4 separate regions of the Rattus norvegicus genome follow, and all the other regions are linked to region 4. Evidence: chromatin contacts called from public Hi-C data. All regions are on one chromosome and are shown on one strand. The core of a region is the stretch at or near the end of the contact, and the rest is flanking DNA. Distances in the headings are between cores, read along the strand shown. Region 1 has its middle 31 kb from the start of Ube2g1l1. Region 2 holds the start of Dnase1l3 (deoxyribonuclease 1-like 3). Region 3 holds the start of Atp6v1fnbl (ATP6V1F neighbor like). Region 4 holds the start of Flnb (filamin B).

Region 1 (2,836 bases), core at 314-2,813, 140 kb before region 4:
GGCAAATGTGCAACTTGGTCTTCATGTGGGTCCCCTAACAAGTGGAACCGGGCCTGCCTCTGGCTTTTTTCCCTGTCATTGGATCCCCCTCCTGCTACATGGACAGCTGGGCTGGGCCTCAGTGGGAGAGGATGTGTCTATTCATGCTGGGACTAGAAAGGGGGGCGGGGGAGTAATTGGCGGAGGGACCTGTAAGGGTGGACCTTGGAAGAGATGAGGTATCGGGCTGTGATCGGGATGTAAGGTGAATAAAAAGATATATCATTGGAAAAAAACATGTAATGCATTATGTAGCAGAAAATCTCAAATTGAAACAATTGTGGTTTGTCCATTTTAAAACGCTAGCCATTGTCTATTTCCTTTGCCGTAGCTCTCAAACTTGCCTAGTAGAACTGGAACTAAGCAACTATGGCTAAGGTTTTCCCATGGTGCAATGCAACTTCCTCCTTTGTTTTTTGTTTTTTTTTTTTCCTGGACCACGATTTTTAAGGAACTGAGGGAGGCACTGTACACAACTCACAGCAAATCTAGGAGACCTAGAGACTGAGGTCAAGAACGCTATAAGGAAACTGACACAGTCACAAAATAAAAAGACCCAAGTAGTCCAAAAATGGAATGTCAAAGACATTCTGCCCCTGGCCTTGATTCCCTTCTTGTTGGCTGCAGCCTGTTGCTCTGAAAAGCTAGCAGATCCCGAGGATATCCCGTGACCTCTAGAGGACCACACAGCAGTGGCAACTATAAGGAAGAAGGCACGGCCATATTGTTCACAGAAACCCTCAGGATAAAGGCAAGAATTTGTCTCCAGGCATCAGTTCCAGTTCTTCCTGTGTACAGGCTCAGCAAGAAGGTATCGCCCATACGAGAGAGACAGAGACCTTAGTATGATCCGGACCACCCCACTAGGAGCTTCAAAGAGAAGCGTGGCCTAAGGCCACAGGCGGCAGCCATTCACCTGCTTCCTTGGTGAACTACTGAGCTTGAGGACGCCCTTCAGACAGAGAATGGGCATCAGATGACGTGTGTCTTCTCCAGGGCAGCATATAGTTCCTAGAATTGGTCCTGCTCCTTACCCAGGAGCAGTACCTTTGCCTTGATGTCACGTGCCGCCTCCTCCTCCTGTGGCTGCTTACAGAAGTTCACTGCTCCGGTGCACCGCAGGACCCGGATCATGGCCTCTGTGTCATGGGGAGGGCCAGGCTCTGCTCATACTGTAGGTGAGTCATTCCTGGCTTGGTAGCTTCCTGTTGGTAGCTATTACCCTTGCCTGATCCAGGCTCCATCAGGCCAAGAGGATGGCACTGACAGAATTGGTTCCTGGGCCCAGAGAACAATGAATAGAAAGGCAGTGTGGTCCATGACCTGAGTCAATGCAGTAAAACAGCAGTCAGTGGCTGCCTCAGTCCTTCCTGGAACCATCTTAGCAGAGGTTGCAAATATATGTGGAAAAAAAAAAAAAAAGGAAGCAACATAGAAGGAGGGGTCACAGGTGGGGATCACTCACATCTAAATCCCGTCTCACATGGGCTTGACCTCTCGTGCTCCACTTCCGGGTCGCTCTCTCCACTGCAAACTTCGAACCTTGTGGGGGCGGGATAAACTCACTGAAGCCCAACCGTTTCTGGAGCTTCACATGGGGGTGCTATGCTTACATGGCCTGTCCCTCAGGCCTTCCTCCTTCCTGGCCCGCCTTCACAAATAAGAAAGTACCAGAGCTTGTTTACTTACCTGCCAGGTTCTTGTTCAGCTAGTATCCTCATACAGCCCATGACGCTTAGGTAATGGTGAAGCGCCCACCTCGACCAGCAAGGAAGACGCAACACCGTTGGATTCTTCTCAACAGCCTTTATTGCAGGAACACCTCATTGTTGATAGGGGGGACCCCGAGGAACAAAGGCAGCAGCCTTATATACAAGACAGGCTGTGGCTGTAAACTTGTCCTCTGGGGACTGGTGGAGCATGAAATACCTTATTAGCATGAATATCACCCTGGCCTTGTAGATGCCAGAGGAATGCCAAGGACACGGCTTTAATGGTTGTATACCACAAACGACCACTAGATGTCAGCACCATCTTATCTATATGTGCCGCTCCCTACAAATGGTACTATTCACAGTGTGCTAGGCTCTCCTACCCAGTTATCAATCAATACATGCCCATATCACAGACAATGCCCACAGAGTAACTTTATAAAAAGTCAATTACCGAGACACTTTATTGCAGGCGATTCTAGGCTAACTAGGACACAGTGTTTGAGTGGAATGGATGTGACTGCTATAATGGGACCATAGTTTTCCACAGACCCCCTGACACTTCCCCTTCTTCACTACACCTCACATACATTCTCTCGGCCTGGCCCCTACTTAACATGATAGCAGCTGCAGATCCTAAGTCATCCCTCAGGTTCTGACCTTATATCTTACTTGAAAAAATAAACATCTGGGTAATGTGAAGGACAAAGTGGGAAGGGGGAAATGAACATTGGACACTAATTTGGTTTGTAATCAGAAGTAACTAAGTTCCACGACAGACAAGGGATGGAGGCAGGAGAAAGACAGTCTCCCAGTAAATCTCAAAGGACAGTGAAGAGAACTAGGGTTTGTTCCAGGAAACCTTCCTCAGAGTCAGAGAGGCAGCACAGTTGGTGAGAGCATTTCTCACGTTCTGGGCAGTGGTGTACACTACTCTGTCTAATCCTTCGTAAGATGTTCTTCAGGTCTATGGGAAATGAGAATTTAAGTTGAAAGATATTTGAACATAGTTAATGTTTCAGTACTGACTTTAAGAAATGTCTCTGCAAAAACTCTAATCTGTAAGGTTTACAGCTCTGTGGAGG
Region 2 (2,861 bases), core at 133-2,632, 170 kb after region 4:
GTGGTGGTGGTGGTGGTGGTGGTGGTGGTGGTGATTGTGGTGGTGGTGGTGGTGGTAGTGGTGATGGTAGTGGTGGTGGTGTGGTATTTCGTGTTGAGATAGGGTCTCGTGTAGACCAGGCTGACCTTTTATCATTTATGTAGTCAACGATGACCTTAAACTTCAGACCCTCTTACCTCCCTGGTGCTGAGACTGCCTGGTGTGTGGAGTGCTGCGGTTGGAACTCAGGACTTCACAAATGTTAAGCCAGCATCCCACCAACTGGAGTGAATTCTAATCCCATTCTGCTTTGTTTGTTTTTAAGTAATAACCGCCCCACAGAGTCCCAGCATCAGAACCCACGGAGCAGAGAGCCGTTTGACTCCAGAAAACTGTACGCAGCTTCCCCAGACATAGGTCATGTTGCCCAAGGACAATAATAACTATAAACGGAGAAAGATCAGAACCGAGAGTTGGTGGATCAATGTGGGAGACGGATGGAGGGATTAAAGGAGAGAGACAAGGAGGGAAGAAGAAGTGGGGGAAGGGAGGGAAGGAGGGAGCCTGGCTCTCATACTTCACCAAGATTATGAAGTTGAGGCAGGCAGGGCTGCACTAGCTCCCCTCCACCCACTCCCCGGCGCTCCCCAGAACCTCTGACTTCATTCTCTTCAACAGCCCTTGCCCCTGAGATTGACTAATGACACCATGGTATTTATGGCGGCTGACACAGACATTCAGGATGTTCAATTAAAACTATCGAAACAGCAGCCGGTACCTGGAACTGACTGCCAGTCGGACTCTGGCAAGAGCATCACATTTACCTGCTCAAGTAAACTTGCACCACCCTGAGGAAAGTACAGACCCACCCAGTCTGAAAATGGAGCAGAAAACACCCAAAGTTGAGGTGGTTATGGTGATGGCGGTTTAGCCACCTATTAAGCCAGCAGTCTGTCCTTACCTCCCCACCACCCGAGGGCAACTTTCAGATCCCTTGAAGCTGGGAGAAGGTGCTAGGGTTGTCCAGGACAAGAATGTGACTCACCTTCACAATGATATCCATGGCATTGTGGTTTTCCTTCTTGCTCTCTCCAAAGGACCTCACATTGAAGGAGCAGAGCCTCAGGGACAGGGCACCATGAAGGGCAAGGATGAAGAGTAGCAGGGAGGCCAGGTATGGGGAAGCTGGGTACAGGGACATCTTTGCACTCTTGGGACTTCAGGCCGGATGAAGACAGGCGCCTGGCTCGCTGACTTATAAAGCTGGCCGATAACAGGAATTACTGGATCCCTCTGGGCCACTTTCACTTCTCTGAGGAACTCACCATCACGCGTTTTCAATCACCAAGGAAATGAAGACAATGAGTTAGCCTTTAGGGAGTCCTCTGGTCTTGATGCCCGTGTAGGGAAAACAGCATGCTGGATTTATGCACCAGCCTTCTTAAAAGCCACTTACAACCTCAGTGGGCAGGGATGGGGGTGGGGTCAGTTCTGATCTCTGGGCTTGTCTCCTGTGGTAGCCATGGGCCTTTTCCCTGATAGCTGATGAGCTGGGAAATGTCTGTCCACCCAGAGGGGACCTGGACTGGTGGAGCCACCTGCTGGAGGACAAAGATTTGGTAAGCAATTGCCACTGGACACATCTGTACTTCAGCCGTCTCCATGAGTGCAGAACGTCAAGTTTAGTTTGAATTCAGAGAAACAGAGGATACCTTGGAGTCTGAGGAAGGCAAGGTGGAGCTCCCAGGAGCAAAAGGGTCATAGGCTGAGACCCTTAGAGGCAGCAGAAATAAAGAGCTTGCAGGAAAGTTCCCAAGACGGGCAGGGATGGGCCATGTGACCCAAACAAACGGGTGTTTCCAGTGGCTGATTCTGCTGTGGGCAGCAATGAGTGAGCAGCCAGACAGCGATCCTACGGTGCGCACACACTACCGTGTCATCGCATCTCACCAAGCAGCTTCAGGTTTGCGGCGAGGAGGGGAGCACGATTTAAGATTGCGTAATTCTAGCAAAACTCACCTGTGTAAACTGAAGCACGGAGGGTGGGGTGGGGGGAGCCACACCCAAGTTACAGACTCTACAGAGATGGTTGACTAATACAATGATGACGGTCGCAGAGTCCAATGATCCTGCAGCCATCTTCAGCGCCCTACGGGCCATCCATTGCCAGCATCTGTGCCTGACCTAACATCCTGTGGCCATCAGGTAAACCCCTGTTGGAATAGTCAAGCAGAACCCTAGCTTCCACCAACCCAGAATCCAAGAATGTCATCAGGTAGCAACTAAGGCCAATAACATGGATTTTTTTTTCCCTTTGTTGAAGCCGCCTAACTGGTATTCCCACCAGTGTTTTCTTTGGCTTTGTTCCTATAAAAACATCTCGAAACTGGGGGCTAGAGAGATGGCTCAGAGGTTAAGAGCACTAAATGATCTTTCAGAAGATGCCAGTTCAATTCCCAGCACCCACGGAGCCATTTGTCATGGTCTGGAACTCCAGTTCAAGGAGTTCTGACGCCCTCTTCCAACCTCCACAGACACCAGACATACACACGGTGCACAGACACACATGCAGACAAAACACCCATACACATAAACAAACAGAATCCCCAAACTGTTATCTTGTTGGAATGAAGTATCCGGGGAAGCCTAAATCTGTGCTTCTAGGCCACCGGTCACTCATATTTGGTTCTTGTATTCCCTTATTCTCTCTCAGTGGGAGCTGTAATTTTGCAGATCCCTTTGGACCAGCCAGTGAAACAGGTTCTCAGTTTAGCCTCACAGGACAGCGTCTACACAGGGCTGTACTTGCACTTGAAGGGAAAGGGACACGGGAAAGGAAAGCCCACATGTCATGCCTTCAGATTTCTTTGAAATTTCTTTCT
Region 3 (3,055 bases), core at 55-2,554, 140 kb after region 4:
CCAGGACAAAGACTCTTACCGGCCTTTTATTGCCAGTGTTTCCCCCTCTGTCTGACCACCCGCCCACCCTTCCACACCACCAGGATGTGTGGCCTCGCCCAGTCACCACTGAGGTGGGGCACATTCCTTGGGTCCAGCTAAACCCGGGCAGGGTGTTCTCAGAGAGGGAAGTCTGGCAGACATTCTGTCTCTGGGCCCCGCTGTCTGAATACAGAATGGCCCAGTGTGTGAGGATTTAAGCAGTGTGTCAGGTGCAACAATTTCAGGTCTAGATCTCAGCCCCAGCCCTGTGGCTTGCCAGGCAAGCGTGTGAAAACTGGAAAGAGCCCAGCCTTGTGGAAGCAGGTGTGAGCCTCCACATACCAGCAGTGGGTGATAAGAATTCGCCTATACCTTCATTTCTGCACCTGGGAAGGGCGTCATGAGCCTGGAGATAACCTAAGGCCTTAGAGCATAGCATCGCACCCCAGTTCCCAACAGGCCCATGTTAAATTCCACCTGACATTGATGATGGAGGTTGCCCCACAAACCAGACTCTACCCCGGTGCTTTACACACGTGAAATAACATACCATTCTCCGAATGCTAAAGCTTATCCCTACAACTGTCCTGTGTCCACACAAGCTGCTACTAGACAGTGACAGGGTCGAGCCTCTGGGGAGTGAGGCCACACACAGAATTATCAGGACAAGCCCCTTAGCCACGCGCCCAAGCTTCTTGAGGGTAGACACTGGACCTTCTGTGGGTCCATGTGGGTGTCTGGTATATAGCAGGTGACTTCAGGATCTGCTGTGTGGAAGAGGGGCAGCAGCTCCTCTATTCCCTTGGGAACACTCAGCATATGACACCCTGGAAGAGAGTGGGACTCCCTCGACAAACACTTGTTACCCTGGGAGGGTCATGGCCAGACTCTGCTCTCTTTCTTTAAATTTGTCATTTACGTGTGTGTGTGTGTGTGTGTGTGTGTGTGTGTATACATGTGTGTTTGTGTATGTGTGTATATGAGAGCTGTGACATAAGTGAGTGTAAGACACACCTATAGAGGTCAGAGGGCAGCTTTTGGGAGTCTGAACTCTCTTTTCACTCTGTGTTCCAGGATGGAACCCAGGCCATTGGGCTTCCATGGCAGAACCCTCACCCACAGAGCTATTTCACTGGCCCATGGCTCTGCTTTCTCTTCCTACTTGACCTGGCCTGGCCCACCAATAGGTGACCCTAGTCCCCTTACCATCCCACCCCCTCCTCTCTAGCAGCCCTGGCAACTTGACTCTCATTGGCTACGCGTTTCCTTGGAGACAGATACCAGCCATCCAAACAGACTGCTGAACTTCAGGAGGAACAATCTTCCTTCCCTCCCCTGGGCACCCTAACATGAGGGACCTGTTAAACACCTCGAACAAGGCCTTCTGGGAGGAGCGAATAAAGAAGGAGGTGGTTGCTCGGACTACCTGGAATATCCGATATGGACACAAGTACCTGAAAGATGGGTCCAAGACCAGGAATCAGTCCCTGCAGGCCCCCCGTGGGTCAGTCTTGAAAGCAGGCCCGGTGCCTCCCACAGGTTCCCCTGTCAGAAAAAAGGCGCAAGCAGAATGGCCAGAGGCCAGTAGGGTCCAGGGAAGTGGAGTGAGGCAGACCAGACAAGGTGTTCAGTACACAGCAGCCCAGGGCAGGCCAGAGGACTTAGAGATGAAGCCTCCCAACCCGGCCACCTTGAAGCTGCTGTTCCAAGGCATCTCCCATGAGGGCCAGGGCAGGATCTTGTACCTCAAGGAGCGGCATCAACTGATACCAGAGAAGAAGTACAAGTACCCGATGGTGTCTTCCTGGAACTATGGCTGGCATGTGGGTAAGACCATTACACTCTTGTCGTTTTAGGCTTTCGGGAGGCCGGACGGATCTTCCTCCTCCTCTTCCTCAGTCTTTACCACCCTCCTCCTGACACAAAGAACCAAACTAGCTCACCACCCTGCTAGCAGACCGGGAGACTTCTTACCTGCAGATTGGTGTTTGGCCTGGTTTCTAGAACGCACCCTGCACCTTCCCCTTCCTTTACCAAGCTACATGCGGCCTGCCCTAAGGAGCCTTCCCAGAGTCCTCCAGGCGTAGTAACTGAGCCCACTTGTGGCACCTCTACATCTTGGTGAGTCTACAGAACTGCCAAGTCAGCAGTCTGTGTGCCCATTTGGCCTGGAGGGCTTCTTGGATTCCAAGATTTCCTAGTTAGTTTTTTTTTTTTTTTCACAGCCTCCCAGCAGCCTGCTTGGAATTGACAGTGAGTGGCTGTGAAATGAACGGACACGGGCCTGTCAGACATGGTGGTGCGCACTTGTGCACTCAAGAGGCAGAAAGATCAGGAGTTCAAAGTCAGTCTCCTCAGCTCGGTCTGACACGAGCCAGAGCTACATGAGACCTCTCTCAACAAACAAACAAACAAACAAACAAACAAAAAACTTCAAAACCCAAACCAAATGCAAACAAGAAAACAGGGCCTTTATTTGGAATGGGGTTGGGGAGACCTCAAATCCTGGTTCTACTGTTTCTGGACAGGATGATCTCACGAAAATGTTCACTTCTCAAGGCCTTGGTTTCTATATTTGAGAAATGGGAATAAGCCTGCTTCCCTTTGTCTCAGCATTTGGGGAAGTCGTATGGGAAGGTACCTGGGACAGGAATTCAGATCGCAAAGCCCTGTGAGATATGACCTCTGCAGAGTCCTCCCGGCACAGCCCGTAGAGGTAGAACAGGATTCTGAATCCCGGCTCTCCCCACCAAGGACCTCTGGAGCAATCAGGCTGAGCTGGAAGTCTGCTTGCTTTGTCCATTTGACAGATCCCATTGAGTGTCTAACTGATGTATGCCAGGCACTTTGACAGGGTCCCTTCATAGAAAGTAGATAAGTAGATATATGCTGTAGTGACAGGCAGCAGCCCTGGTGTGTGGTGGGTTTTGTTTTTAGTCCTTTACTGGGCATAGGAATCAGTTGTTAAAGGCCGGGGTGGAATCCAGGACACTGCACATATACTAGGCCAGTTGCTACACAGCGAACCGTGGCA
Region 4 (3,009 bases), core at 317-2,816:
CCCAGGGCAGGGACAGGATATAGATTCTTTAGGCCTGAAATGTCAGGCTCTAGGTCACACATGGTGGGTGCCCCACACCCCAGCAACTCTGCATGCAGGATGAGAGCTGCCCCCCTCGATCTGCAAGTGTTCATCCATCCATCTACCCACCCATTCATCTATTCTCTACATCTTTTTTTTCTTTTTTTCTCCAGGGCTGGGGACCGAACCCAGGACCTTGCGTTTCCTAGGCAAGTGAGCCAAATCCCCAACCCCCTGTTCTCTGCGTCTTATATGGCAACCCTACACCAGGTACACAGACACAGCCGTGGCTGTGATGGCTCTAGACCTATTGGTGGGTTATGCAGAGCAGGTGGAATTCATCTAATGCCAGACGTCCATCTCTAATGTCTTCAAGGTCTTAGATTTCCATATACTCCCCCACACTGGGGGAACAGGGTGGCTTCGTGGAGGAGATAGCCAAACTGAGCTGAGAGCTACCAGGCTTGGGGTGTGGAGAGAAACGAATTGAATTCTCAGGCAAAGGGAAGAGGAGAAGGACACAGGTCAGTAGGTGCCAGGACCCATTTATCCAGCCCTTTCTTGGCCATCATAGTTATAAAATAAAACATAACAAGTTCTTCTGGACTAATCAACTTTGTCCCATACAGTCAACAGGGTCTTCAAGAGAGTTCTAGGAAGACCTGACTATGGAGGACTAAGGAGATGACAGGGTGAGAAAGATGTCTGTGCCTTGTTTTACAGGCTTTGACAATAAGAAAGGCATCGCAAGCCAAAGCATGCACGCGGCTTCTAGAATCTGGAAGGGCAAAGGAACCGATTCTTTCCCAGAAGTTCCAGCAAGAAATGCATTGGGCCAAGGAGCCTCAGATGGGACAAATAACTTACTGAGATGCAAAATAAGAAACTCGTGGGATTCTTGGCACCAAGTTTTGGTAACTTGTTGCACCGACGAAAGACTACTAATATCCATAGAAAACAGTTCTTGTTCACTACTGCTACTCAGTCGTGTGTGGTATTGGACTTTAAGGCTGTGTTCCTTGACAAACAGAAATTAACGTGTCTGATTTAGCGTTGCCTTGCAGGGTCTAAGAAAAGCACCTGCCTCTCACTGAATCTATAGATAGGTAGCATATTCCTTCTTTTTGTTTTTTGTTTTTTTTTCGGAGCTGAGGACCAAACCCAGGGCCTTGCGCTTGCTAGGCAAGTGCTCTACCACTGAGCTAAATCCCCAACCCCTAAATGTAGTTTATTTGTTTTTTGTTTTTTTCGGAACATATTCCTTCTTGACGTGACCCTTCCTTCTAGTCTAGTCCCCTGCCTCCTCCTGTGCCTTTGCAAAGTTTCTTTCTTCTAGCTGGCCAGTGCATCAGGTTGGTGAGACTTAGGAGGCAAACCCCGGCGTAGTGCAGCCTTTGGGCCGTAGAGGGCGAGCGCCGCTAAGGAGTTCGCTTCTATAGGGTAGGAAAGGGGCGGAGTCTCGGGGGCGGGGCAGCGTAGCGCGCAGGCGCCAGGCCAGGCAACTTGCGCGCCCGGGGACGGACGAAGACAGTCCAGCTCCTGTTGCGGCTAGTGTAGCAACGCTTTCGAGCCCCCTTCCCACTTGCCTCAGTTCCCCTTCCCCGGGCCCTTAGGGCTTTTCATCTCAGTCCCTGAAGCTCGTTGCCTCCGCTCACTCTCTGCCTCCAGGATGCCGGTGACCGAGAAAGACCTGGCGGAGGACGCGCCGTGGAAGAAGATTCAGCAGAACACGTTCACGCGCTGGTGCAACGAGCACCTCAAGTGTGTGAACAAACGCATCGGGAACCTGCAGACCGACCTGAGCGACGGGCTGCGGCTCATCGCGTTGCTTGAGGTGCTCAGCCAGAAGCGCATGCACCACAAGTACCATCAGCGGCCCACCTTCCGACAGATGAAGCTGGAGAATGTGTCTGTGGCTCTGGAGTTCCTAGACCACGAAAGCATTAAGCTCGTGTCCATTGGTGAGTGTTGTGGCCAGGCCCTAGATTTGCAGTAATCGGGGTATCCGGCAGCGCGCCCCACCGCGCATCGCATCCCGGGCGTGAGGCGAGAGGGAGATGGTTCTGGGATAGCCCTAGGAACATAGGCCTTTTCCGCGGCGCCATCTGTGGGCTGGGACCTGGCGTGATTGCTCGACATGGTGCTCCTGGCGGTGCCGCTGCACTGTTGAGGTCGGTTAAAGCACTAAGACCCTCCAGTCACACCTGGAGATTTGATTTGCAGGAGCCCCTGGAATTGCTGGCGAAATCGTCTGCTGGCCCTAATGGCAAAGCCCTGGACTCAAGTACCAAATCCCTACTTTACGCTCGCCAGGTGCGCCCTGAACAGAGTGACCCGCCCGAGCTGAAAGGGCGTTGGCTCGGAGCCTGGGCGTGGAGACCTGAGAAGCGACTGCTCTCTTGCTTGAGATCTCTCCACCTAGGTGGAGACGAGGACCTCGGACCCTCCCCTCCCCTTCTAAGGCCGGAATGGGTGTGGGTCCTGAGGTTGGAAGGGGCGTCGCAGGGGAATGTTCTCACTTCCCAGCTCTGGCTCAGCGCTGGAGGGTTCCTTTAGGTTGAGATAATTTAGTGGTTGATAATAATTAATGTGTGTAGAAGAGGGCTTGACTAGCGCTGGCAGTGTGGCCCCCTAAATTATCTCAGTATTTAACGTCCAGTGGGCTGAGATGTCCTTAGGCCCATTTTACAGAGGGCTAATTGACTTGCCCAGGGTCACCTGCAAGTGTGGTTCAACTGAGAAGTAATGCCGTGCCCCACCCCCTTTCCCTGGGTCTTCCTGAGAGGGAGTTTTGAGTCTTGCTTCTTTCCTACTGTCTTGGGTGAGAGAATTAAGGTCTGGAGTTGTTCAGGCTTCTAAAGAGAAAACAGGGCCCTTAAGGATGTGTTTTGAGACAGACAAAGGGGTTGTGTATATGTCCGGGCTCACTTGTTTGCCCCCTGAGGCATTTGTGTGTGCACATATCGCATGCATTTATGAAAGATTTTT

Evidence for each region. Hi-C and Micro-C count contacts between places; a contact is called where the count stands out from the background.
Region 1: a contact with region 4 is called in a Hi-C map of the A7r5 cell line, with 2.7 times the contacts expected there. The contact joins the enhancer-like site here to the promoter of Flnb in region 4. A contact is called at or near these places in 2 of 12 Hi-C or Micro-C datasets (the A7r5 cell line and Schwann cells).
Region 2: a Hi-C map of hepatocytes shows a contact between it and region 4, with 8 times the contacts expected there. The contact joins the promoter of Dnase1l3 here to the promoter of Flnb in region 4. A contact is called at or near these places in 2 of 12 Hi-C or Micro-C datasets (hepatocytes and mammary epithelial cells).
Region 3: a Hi-C map of Schwann cells shows a contact between it and region 4, with 11 times the contacts expected there. The contact joins the promoter of Atp6v1fnbl here to the promoter of Flnb in region 4. A contact is called at or near these places in 10 of 12 Hi-C or Micro-C datasets (the A7r5 cell line, Schwann cells, frontal cortex and 5 more) and 1 of 1 datasets of contacts at active chromatin or transcription factors (oligodendrocytes).

What each region holds. Positions count from the first base shown.
Region 1 is chr15:19,664,533-19,667,368 of GRCr8, reverse strand. No RefSeq gene overlaps it. Among named protein-coding and RNA genes, the nearest start is that of Ube2g1l1, 31 kb to the left of the region's middle. Within about 2 kb of position 1,563, at least 2 of the 93 cell types and tissues checked have an H3K27ac peak or open chromatin away from gene starts, as enhancers often do. A contact at or near this core is called in the A7r5 cell line, where this site is marked.
Region 2 is chr15:19,351,073-19,353,933 of GRCr8, reverse strand. It overlaps Dnase1l3 (deoxyribonuclease 1-like 3), which reads right to left and starts at 1,382. Exons shown (of 8, transcript NM_053907.1): 1 at 1,025-1,382. The coding sequence starts at 1,180.
Region 3 is chr15:19,386,400-19,389,454 of GRCr8, reverse strand. It overlaps Atp6v1fnbl (ATP6V1F neighbor like), which reads left to right and starts at 1,304. Exons shown (of 2, transcript NM_001409001.1): 1 at 1,304-1,848. The coding sequence starts at 1,371. All of the region lies in intron 1 of LOC103693818 (a long non-coding RNA gene), which reads right to left.
Region 4 is chr15:19,523,766-19,526,774 of GRCr8, reverse strand. Flnb (filamin B) reads left to right here and starts at 1,566. Exons shown (of 45, transcript NM_001107288.1): 1 at 1,566-1,982. The coding sequence starts at 1,691.